2 separate regions of the Mus musculus genome follow, and region 1 is linked to region 2. The links are chromatin contacts, called in public ChIA-PET maps. All regions are on one chromosome and are shown on one strand. The core of a region is the stretch at or near the end of the contact, and the rest is flanking DNA. Distances in the headings are between cores, read along the strand shown. Region 1 holds the start of Tmem243 (transmembrane protein 243, mitochondrial). Region 2 has its middle 19 kb from the start of Crot.

Region 1 (4,461 bases), core at 1,746-4,245, 85 kb after region 2:
CTTGCCACTGGGGTAGTATTGACCAGCAGCTCTCCCATATCTGTCTCTTCCATCTTCTTTCTGCCTTTCCTATAATTATTCTCACCTTCCCAGTCATGGTTTTCCCACTCACTGACTGGCTGGCTTTGGAAATGTACTCATGTCAAATATTTTAAATATAGTTGAAGTCATATATTTCCATTTTCTATCATCTTTACTTTGTTTGTTTCTTTGGTTTGGTTTGGCTTTTCAAGGTAGGGTTTCATTATGTAGCACTGTATATCCTGGAACTCAATATGTAGAGCAGGTTGGCCTCGAATCAACAGAAATGCAAGTGATTTTGTCTGCCAAATCCTAGTTCTATGCAGGACTTTCACGTTAGCCTTCGCACAGGAAGGAGTTCCAGCAAGGCTACATAACTTGTGCAAGGTCACACAGCTTGTAGGTGGTGAGTTTGGGTGTTAGGTCAAATGCCATCTATTTTAAAGCTTGTGTCTATGCATTCTCCTTTTCCTAGATTGCATTTGCTCTGTCTTTTATTTCAGCCTCAAGACAATGCCCATGCTTATGGGCTGACCTGGTTCTAATTACTAGCCTAAGAAACACAATACAAATGTCCAGAACCTTTAGCCTATAATCCCCCAATTATAATCTCAAAAGGTGAAGATGAGAAATTTGGAAACACTGAAGGCTGTCTTAGCTAGGGTTTCTATTGCTGTGAATAGTCACCTTTAATTGGGGCTGTCTTACAGTTCAGGAGTTTATTAAATTATTGTCATGTTGTGAAGCATGGTGGTATGCCAGCAGATATGGTATTGGAGAGGTGGCTGAGAGTTCTACATCTAGATTGGCAAGGCAGCAGGAAGAGAGAGTGACACTGGGCCTGGCTTAAGCATCTGCAACCTCAAAGCCACCCCCAGTGACACACTTCCTCCGACAAGGCTACAGTAACTTCTAATAGTAACACTCCCTGTGAGGCCATGGGGCCATTTTCATATAAACTACCACAAAGGTCAAAATTTGAAAACTGCAGTTCCCAAGGAAAGAGGCTCCCGTATCAGGGAGAGAAATTTTAATTCCGGGAAGAAGGCTGACAGACTTTAGTAAAAACAAAAATTTTAGTTTAAAAATACGTTGTTTGGGAGCCTGGAAAGATGACTCAGCATTTAAGAGCGCTCACTACTCTTGTAGCGGACCTAATTTTGGATCCCAGCACCGATGGTTGGGTGGCTTTCAGCTGCTTGTAACTCCATATTGAAGGAAATTCACACCCTTCTGGCCTCCTTGGCTGGAAGCACATATGTGGAAGCACATGCATGCACATGCACACACACAGTTAATAAAATCTTTTGAAATATGTCATCTAACTCTAACTGGCATTAGAGATGTTTGTGAACCACATGCAGATGCTAGGAAACAAACCTAGGCCCTCAGCAAAAGCAATAAGCATGCTTAGCTGATGAGCAGTCCCTGAAAGTTTTAGTAGTTTTTGGTGAACCAAAGTAATATTTTCCCGAGGAGCCAGTGAGGTTTCTGGTTTGAAAACAATTATGTACAAGTAGAACCAGGAGAGAGTTACTCTGTTCAGTCGACAGAACGATTTCTGCCCGGCCTGTGACCTAAATATGAATATTCTAAATGCTTCCTCCCCACCCAGTCACCACAGCAGCAGAGCACAGAGGTGAATATAATTTCCAAATATGTATGTTACCTATTTTACTATAAAACGTTGCCTATATGTTCTCTTGTTTCTCAAATAACTATACTTTAAAAAATATACTTGTATTTAAAGTCTTTATTTTTTCCCAGAATAATATTTCCAGAACTTTAACCTTTCAGAATTTTAGACTTTATGGATTTTGATTTGACTGTATATCAAATTTGGTATTATGGCATCTTTTGGGGTTGTTGACCAAGGCCCATAATTACTGTGTTATTTTGGTGGATAGTTGCTTAGCACACAGCAGATTCTCAAAGTATTGTTAGTTTTTATTTTATTATTTTGAGACAGGGTCTTGCTACTTAGTCTAGACTGTCCCTAATATTCAAAGGATTACAGCCTAGAGCCTCAAAAATATTTTTTGTTGAATGAAACTGAATATAAGTAAGTGAATTAATTTGTAGGACCTTTTAATATGAATCTTTAAATAGAACTTTTAATAGAAGTGGGTGCTGGATTATGTAGTATTGCTGTTGTTAAGGTAAAGTCGCGAGTAAACAGCTAATTTGTAAAACACGTGTAATGATTGGGCAATGGGGATATGTATAATACTTACGTGTACTCAGGGCTGGAAGTTCGTTGTGGTTGTTATTCCATCCCTTGTTCTAAACTGTTGCGTGGCACTGGAACCCATGTCTAGATTCTAAGCGTTCGTGGAGGTATCGCTTCAGCTTAGAGTCTCCTGCACACTAACACTTTCCGAACTTTCTTGAATCTAGCTAGGTATTAGTGTCAGCCCAATCCTATTAGTGTAGTTGTTTGGTTTTTAGCTTTTAGGAAGAACTTCAAATGTAGAGCGACGGTACTTGTGCAGCTTGTCCATTCCATTCAGCTCTCTAAGCCCCAAGACTCCAAAAAGGCCCAAGATGCGAAGCTCTGGCCTGTGGCAGCACCCCCACTGGACCAGGCAACGAAATACCTAACTGTTTATGTAAACTAGGACCTCTTATTCTGTGTGTAATACAGAATAAAACACGCATACACGATTGCCTCCGATACTGTAAAGTGTCCACATCCAAATCCTGGAGTGGTCGAAGCAGGTTGTCGGGTTTTAAGACGCCAAATTCGAGTCGGTCTTCAGAACCCTGCTTTAGCCACTACGTGCACCGCGCAGCCGCCAATTGCCAAGAGGCGGAGAAACGCTTGGCAGCGGGGACCCGCGCCTCGGTGGGACGACCCGCACCTCTGTAAATAAAGCTCTGCAGCCCAGGCGGCGCCTCTGCCCGTGGGATTGGCTGCCTGAGTCGTGACGCGATCTGGGCGGGCCCGACCGGTTTGCGACAGTGGCCGCAGGTCCCGGACCGGAGAGCCCGGGGGGACTCGCCGCACGGCGCCGGCGTCCGGCCGGCGTGTGGGGGCCACGGCTCGGGGTCGCGGCCGCTGCCTGGATCCGCCGCGCGCGCGGCGCGGGACGCCGAGGTCTGGCTTGCGGGCGCAGCCGGGGCTGCGGGGAGCACGGGGGACGGGACGCGAGCGGGCGGATGCGGAGCTCTCAGCCGAGCTAGGGTGGTGTGCGGGGCCGCCCGGCCCGCAACTTCACTCCCGCCGCCCCGCCGCGCGGGGGACTCGCGCCAGGCAAACTTTCTCCCGGTGGAGCCCCGGCCGAGATTGGGGGCGGCGGGCGCGGGCGGGGCGGCGGCCAAGCGCTGTTTGTTTCCTTTCACTTCCCGCGGCGGCCGCTGGAGATGAGGACGGCGGGGCTGGGGCGGAGCGGCCAGGGGCCCCCGGGAGTGACAGTCGCCCCGTCGGGATTTCCCGCCCTCCCCACCCCCCCAGGGCCCGGGCCATGCGTGCGCCGTGAGGGGCGGGCGTCCGGACTTCGCGAGCTGATGCGGACTCGCTTTTGAGCGTCCGGGGACGAGCGAAGCAGCCCTAAAATGGAGGACTTTGCTACCAGGACCTACGGGACCAGCGGCCTGGATAACAGACCTCTGTTCGGGGAGACGTCTGCCAAGGTGAGTGCGGGAGTGGGCCCCGGGCCAGAGTGCGAGAATCCCGCCTCCCTCCACCCCGCTGGCTCCTTGCAGCCTGCCTGGAGGGTACTTGGAAGTGGGAAGAACTGTTCTTGCCGTCCCGCCCCTCTCTTGGGATGTTTGCCCTGCACTCTGCACCAAGAGCAGTTTGGAGTGGAGAAAAGTTCAGAAAGTTCTGGGCAGTTTGTGGGAAGCCCTTACGGAGAGTGCGGAAACCCCACCGTGGAGGGAAAGTCCTGCGAAGGTTGCATAAGCGCACTTTCCAGCTCCACACTTCAGGTGTGCGTCCAGGGCTTTAGTGGTTTCAGGAGTGCATCGAGAGCCCAGGGTTGCTTCTGATGATTGCTTACCTAGAGTTCTTAAGAGGATGAGGATGTGAAGCAGCTCCATGAAGGTGGATGTTGGCCACAATCCCAGGAGGTGATCAAACAAAGGGTCCCAGCTCTCAAATAGGCAGAGGCACTAACCGTTTTCTAGAAGCTTGACTAGATAGAGCCTCTGGCCTGCAGTCAACAAAAGTCTTTCTCTGTACTTAGCGTTAACTTTCTGAAACTTGCTCCCCACCCCCAGCCCCCTTGCCTTGGGGACAATCAAGAAACTCTGTATTCAGCATAAAACTTTCTCAGAAGTCAGGGCAAGATTAACCTGTAGCTCTCTTACCCTCCCCCCCCCCCCACTTGTAAATGACGTTGGTGACTGTAGACCCCCTGACCCCTGATAGGAGCAGTCAGCCTTTGAAAGTTGCTGTGGTTACTGTAGAGCTGGGTTTCTTACCTTGTGGGAAGAGCC
Region 2 (4,155 bases), core at 778-3,277:
TCTTCATTGTTCTTAAGACCCTTCAGACCTGCTCAACAGGAGGGAAATCATGCCTGGTATTGGAAAGCTAGCTAATTATTCCAATCTGGTGAGGTCATCTTGGAAGAGAAACTTCAATCACCCATTTACTAATTCCTAACTACATCCTAAATATTTGTCCTTATTACCAGAAATAAGTGTAGTCCTCACCCCCATCAAGGAAACTTCTGATTGCAACAAATGGAGACCATCACAGAAAATCACAACCAATCAATATGCAAAGTTGTGGAGCCAGTGCCAACTGATCCATCGGCAACAAAAGTCCTGCACCTAAGGCTCAGGGATAATTGCAGAAGAGGAGACAGAAGGACTGTAAGAGATGGGGGGACAGAGTTTGCTGTGAGATTGTGTCCCTTAGAAATGTTAGAAGCTCTGCCCTTGAAGTCTCACCAACATGACTGCCTAAACATGACCTGAACAAGGACAGCCCCTAAGTGGACATGCTGATATGGACTGGGGAAGCTCAAGAGGCCTCCACTGTAGACAATACCTAGGCAACTAAGGAATCCTGAGCTTGGGAGAAATGCTCTTCCCTATGAACGAGCACAATCACTTATCCAATGCCAAGTGGTCAGCCCTGAAAATATACACACAAGGTACATGATTCAGACTAAGCAAGTTTTATGTATGCACTCAGGGATTGTCTTAGTCAGGGTTTCTATTCCTGGACAAAACATCATGACCAAGAAGCAAGTTGGGGAGGAAAGGGTTTATTCAGCTTACACTTCCATACTGTTGTTCATCACCAAGGAAGTCAGGACTGGAACTCAAGCAGGTCAGAAAGCAGGAGCTGATGCAGAAGCCATGGAGGGATGTTCTTTACTGGATTGCTTCTCCTGGCTTGTTCAGCCTGCTCTCTTATAGAACCAAGACTGCCAGTCCAGAGATGGCACCACCCACAAGGGGCCCTTCCCCCTTGATCACTAATTGAGAAAATGCCTTACAGTTGTATCTCATGGAGGCATTTCCCCAACTGAAGGTCCTTTCTCTGTGATAACTCCAGCTGTGTCAAGTTGACACAAAACTAGCCAGTACAGGAATATATGTTCAACAACTAATTCTAAAAGAGGCTATAAATTTGAAAGAGATCAGGGAGAGGTATGTGGGAAAGTTTGGAGGGAAGGAAGAAAAGGGGGAATAATATAATAATTATCTCAGAGAAATATTTATATGTAAAGCTGAAAATGCAACCTTCCTCATTTCAAAAGTAAGACGTGCAAAACTCAAGAAGAGTTTACATTTTCTGCTCTACTGATAGGATGTAGAGTACAGATTTACTGCCTGTCATCTCTGTCTGTTGTGCTTACTGCTTCTCGTGCATTTGGCAACAGGAAGCTACTGTGGATTTATAGGCCAACAAGTGGTTTGGAAGCTTCAGCAGTGAGCAGGGTTGTGGTGGCTCATACCTGTGATACCAGCACACAAGAGGCTGAGACAGGAAGCTTTGAATTTGAGGCGATCCTAGGCTATAAAGTGAGACCTTATCTTAGGAAAGAAGAGAAGAGAAGAGAAGAGAAGAGAAGAGAAGAGAAGAGGAGAGGAGAGGAGAGGAGAGGAGAGGAGAGGAGAGGAGAGGAGAGGAGAGGAGAGGAGAGGAGAGGAGAGGAGAGAAGAGGAGAGAAGAGGAGAGAAGAGGAGAGAAGAGGAAACGAGAAAGAAAAGGAAAGCAATGTGTTGTTTCCCCCCCCCTCAATGGTTATGACAAACACCCAATAAAAATAAAAGGAAAAAAATAATTACTTTAGGTCATGGTTTCAGTACATAGTCATCTGTCTTTGTTCCTGGGACACATAGTAGCCGGTTGTCAAAGCAGAAAAACATGGCAGCAGGAAGCAAAGAGGTTAACACAAAAGGGTAGGAGGAAATGTATCTGCAGATTCACACCTCCAGTGACCTAGTTCTTTCAGTAGATCCTACAACCTAGAGTTTCCTTCCCCCAGCTCCCAGAATAGCCTCTAGCTGAGGAAGGAAGTGCTCAACACAGGAACCTACAGGCGGCAGCTCACACTCAAGCTATTGACAGCTTCAGAGAGACAGAACCACAGAAGAGTCTCAGCGTGTCCAATCAAGAAGACACTCATTCATCTCTAAGAGAGGGCCATCCACTAGCTAGAAAATATTCTCCACTGTCTGCAACAGTATTATTCTGGCTTTCTGCATCACAAAACACAAGAAAACAACACACAAGCTCTGCTTTTATGGTTGAGGTGTCCGGAATGTTTCTACCTAAATTCCATTAGTGTTCTTTGAACCTTGCCATCTGACTTGGAAGGCAGCTGGTCTCTACTTCTTGATTACTTCATGTTCAGAAACCATACTCTAGATATTTAAAATGTGGACTTACGCAATGATAAATAAAAATTGTTCTTCAGAGCAATCACTCTGTGACAGATTAGAGGGAATCAGATATCCCTAAAGTGGACAGGAATTAGGTAGTTACATAGGGGTTAAAAATGTTTTTGTTTGTTTGGTTTTGGGTTTTGTTTTGTTTTTTGTTTTTTGTTTTTTTTTTTTTTTGAGACAGGGTTTCTGTGTATAGCCCTGGAACTCACTCTGTAGAACAGGCTGGCCTTAAACTCAGAAATCTGCCTCTGCCTCCCAAGTGCTGGGATTAAAGGCATGTGCCAGAATATTAATTCATGATAGGATCCTATAATCACTCTTTGACATTTTTTATCTCTTGCTCCCTCGGTCTCTTTCTTTAAAAGAAAAATTTATCAATAATATGTGTCTAGAATTTATCCATTTCTTTTAGATTTTCCAGTGTTTTTAAAAGTGCAAACATTTGCCGGGCATGGTGGCACACGCCTTTAATCCCAGCACTCGGGAGGCAGAGGCAGGCGGATTTCTGAGTTCGAGGCCAGCCTGGTCTACAGCCAGGGCTACACAAGAAACCCTGTCTTGAAACCCAAAAAAAAAAAAAAAAAAAAAAAAGTGCAAACATTTAGAGTGTTCCCTAACCTAGATCCTCTGCATTTTCTTGGTAACTGTTGTTCCCTGTCGCTTTTAATTCTAAATTTATTAATGTGGGTCTTCTCTTTACTTTAATTATGTTTTCAGAGAACCAACTATTTCAATGTTTGGTTGAATCTGTGTGTTGTTCCTTTAGTTTCCTCTTTATTAGTGTCTGCTGATCTCTATTATTACTTACTGTCTATTACTTCCAGACTCAGTTTGTTTTTATTTTTCTAAGACTGGAGTTGTACAGCTCAGGCACTTATAAGTCTCTCTGACTTCTATATCTACAGGTTCAGATCCATATGCATTCCTCTTAGAACCATCTCAGTTGTATCCAGAGGTCTCCAATGTGCTTAATGAATGGTTTCCTTACATAGCCATCTTCCCAGTGCAGAGAATGGCTTATTCTATAACACTGATACATTTCAGGAAAATAAAAAACACTGAAAGATGCCTTTACCCATATTTGGAAAGCAGGTTTATGAATGAGTTATGGTTTCTTTAGGGTGTTTGTTTGTTTGTGTGTTTTTTTGGTTTTTTAAAAAAGATTTATTTATTTATTTATTTTTATGTATATACGTACACTGTAGCTGTACAGATGGTTGTGAGCCTTCATGTGGTTGTTGGGAATTGTATTTAGGACCTCTGCTCACTCCAGTCGACCCTGCTTGCTCTGTTCAATCCTGCTCGCTCAGTCCCTGCTCGCTCAGGACCAAAGACTTATTTTATTATTATAAATGAGTACACTATTGCTGTCTTCAAACACACCAGAAGAGGGTGTCAGATCTCATTATAAGTGGTTGTGAGCCACCATGTGGTTGCTGGGATTTGAACTGAGGATCTTAGGAAGAGCAGTCAGTGCTCTTACCCACTGAGCCATCTGGCCAGCCCGTTTTCTTTGTTTTTTGTTTGTTTGATTTATTTCCGTGTATATACATGTACATATGGAAGATACACTTGTATGGGTGCACATGCTTATGGTTGTGTGTGCAGGTGGGGGCCTGAGGTTGGGAATTATCTTTGATCACTCTTCCACCTTACTCACTGAAGCAGAATCTCTCATTCAAAGCCAGAGATCTTTGATCAGGTTAGTCTTGCTAGCCAGTAGCCGGAGAGAGTCCCTGTCTCCGCCTCCAAAGACTAGACTGACAGGAATGC

What was found. ChIA-PET counts read pairs in DNA pulled down with a chosen protein or histone mark.
Region 1: an RNA polymerase II ChIA-PET map of effector CD8 T cells shows a contact between it and region 2, with 163 read pairs. The contact joins the promoter of Tmem243 here to the enhancer-like site in region 2. A contact is called at or near these places in 1 of 15 datasets of contacts at CTCF or cohesin (CD8 T cells), 11 of 484 Hi-C or Micro-C datasets (the G1E-ER4 cell line, adipose-derived mesenchymal stem cells, bone marrow-derived macrophages and 8 more), 6 of 115 datasets of contacts at active chromatin or transcription factors (bone marrow-derived macrophages, effector CD8 T cells, embryonic stem cells and 3 more) and 2 of 9 other capture datasets (adipose tissue and liver).

Annotation. Positions count from the first base shown.
Region 1 is chr5:9,097,742-9,102,202 of GRCm38.p6, forward strand. Tmem243 (transmembrane protein 243, mitochondrial) reads left to right here and starts at 2,996. Exons shown (of 5, transcript NM_001081029.1): 1 at 2,996-3,118; 2 at 3,476-3,654. The coding sequence starts at 3,577.
Region 2 is chr5:9,013,589-9,017,743 of GRCm38.p6, forward strand. No RefSeq gene overlaps it. Among named protein-coding and RNA genes, the nearest start is that of Crot, 19 kb to the left of the region's middle. Within about 2 kb of position 2,028, at least 45 of the 459 cell types and tissues checked have an H3K27ac peak or open chromatin away from gene starts, as enhancers often do. A contact at or near this core is called in CD8 T cells, bone marrow-derived macrophages, effector CD8 T cells and 4 more, where this site is marked.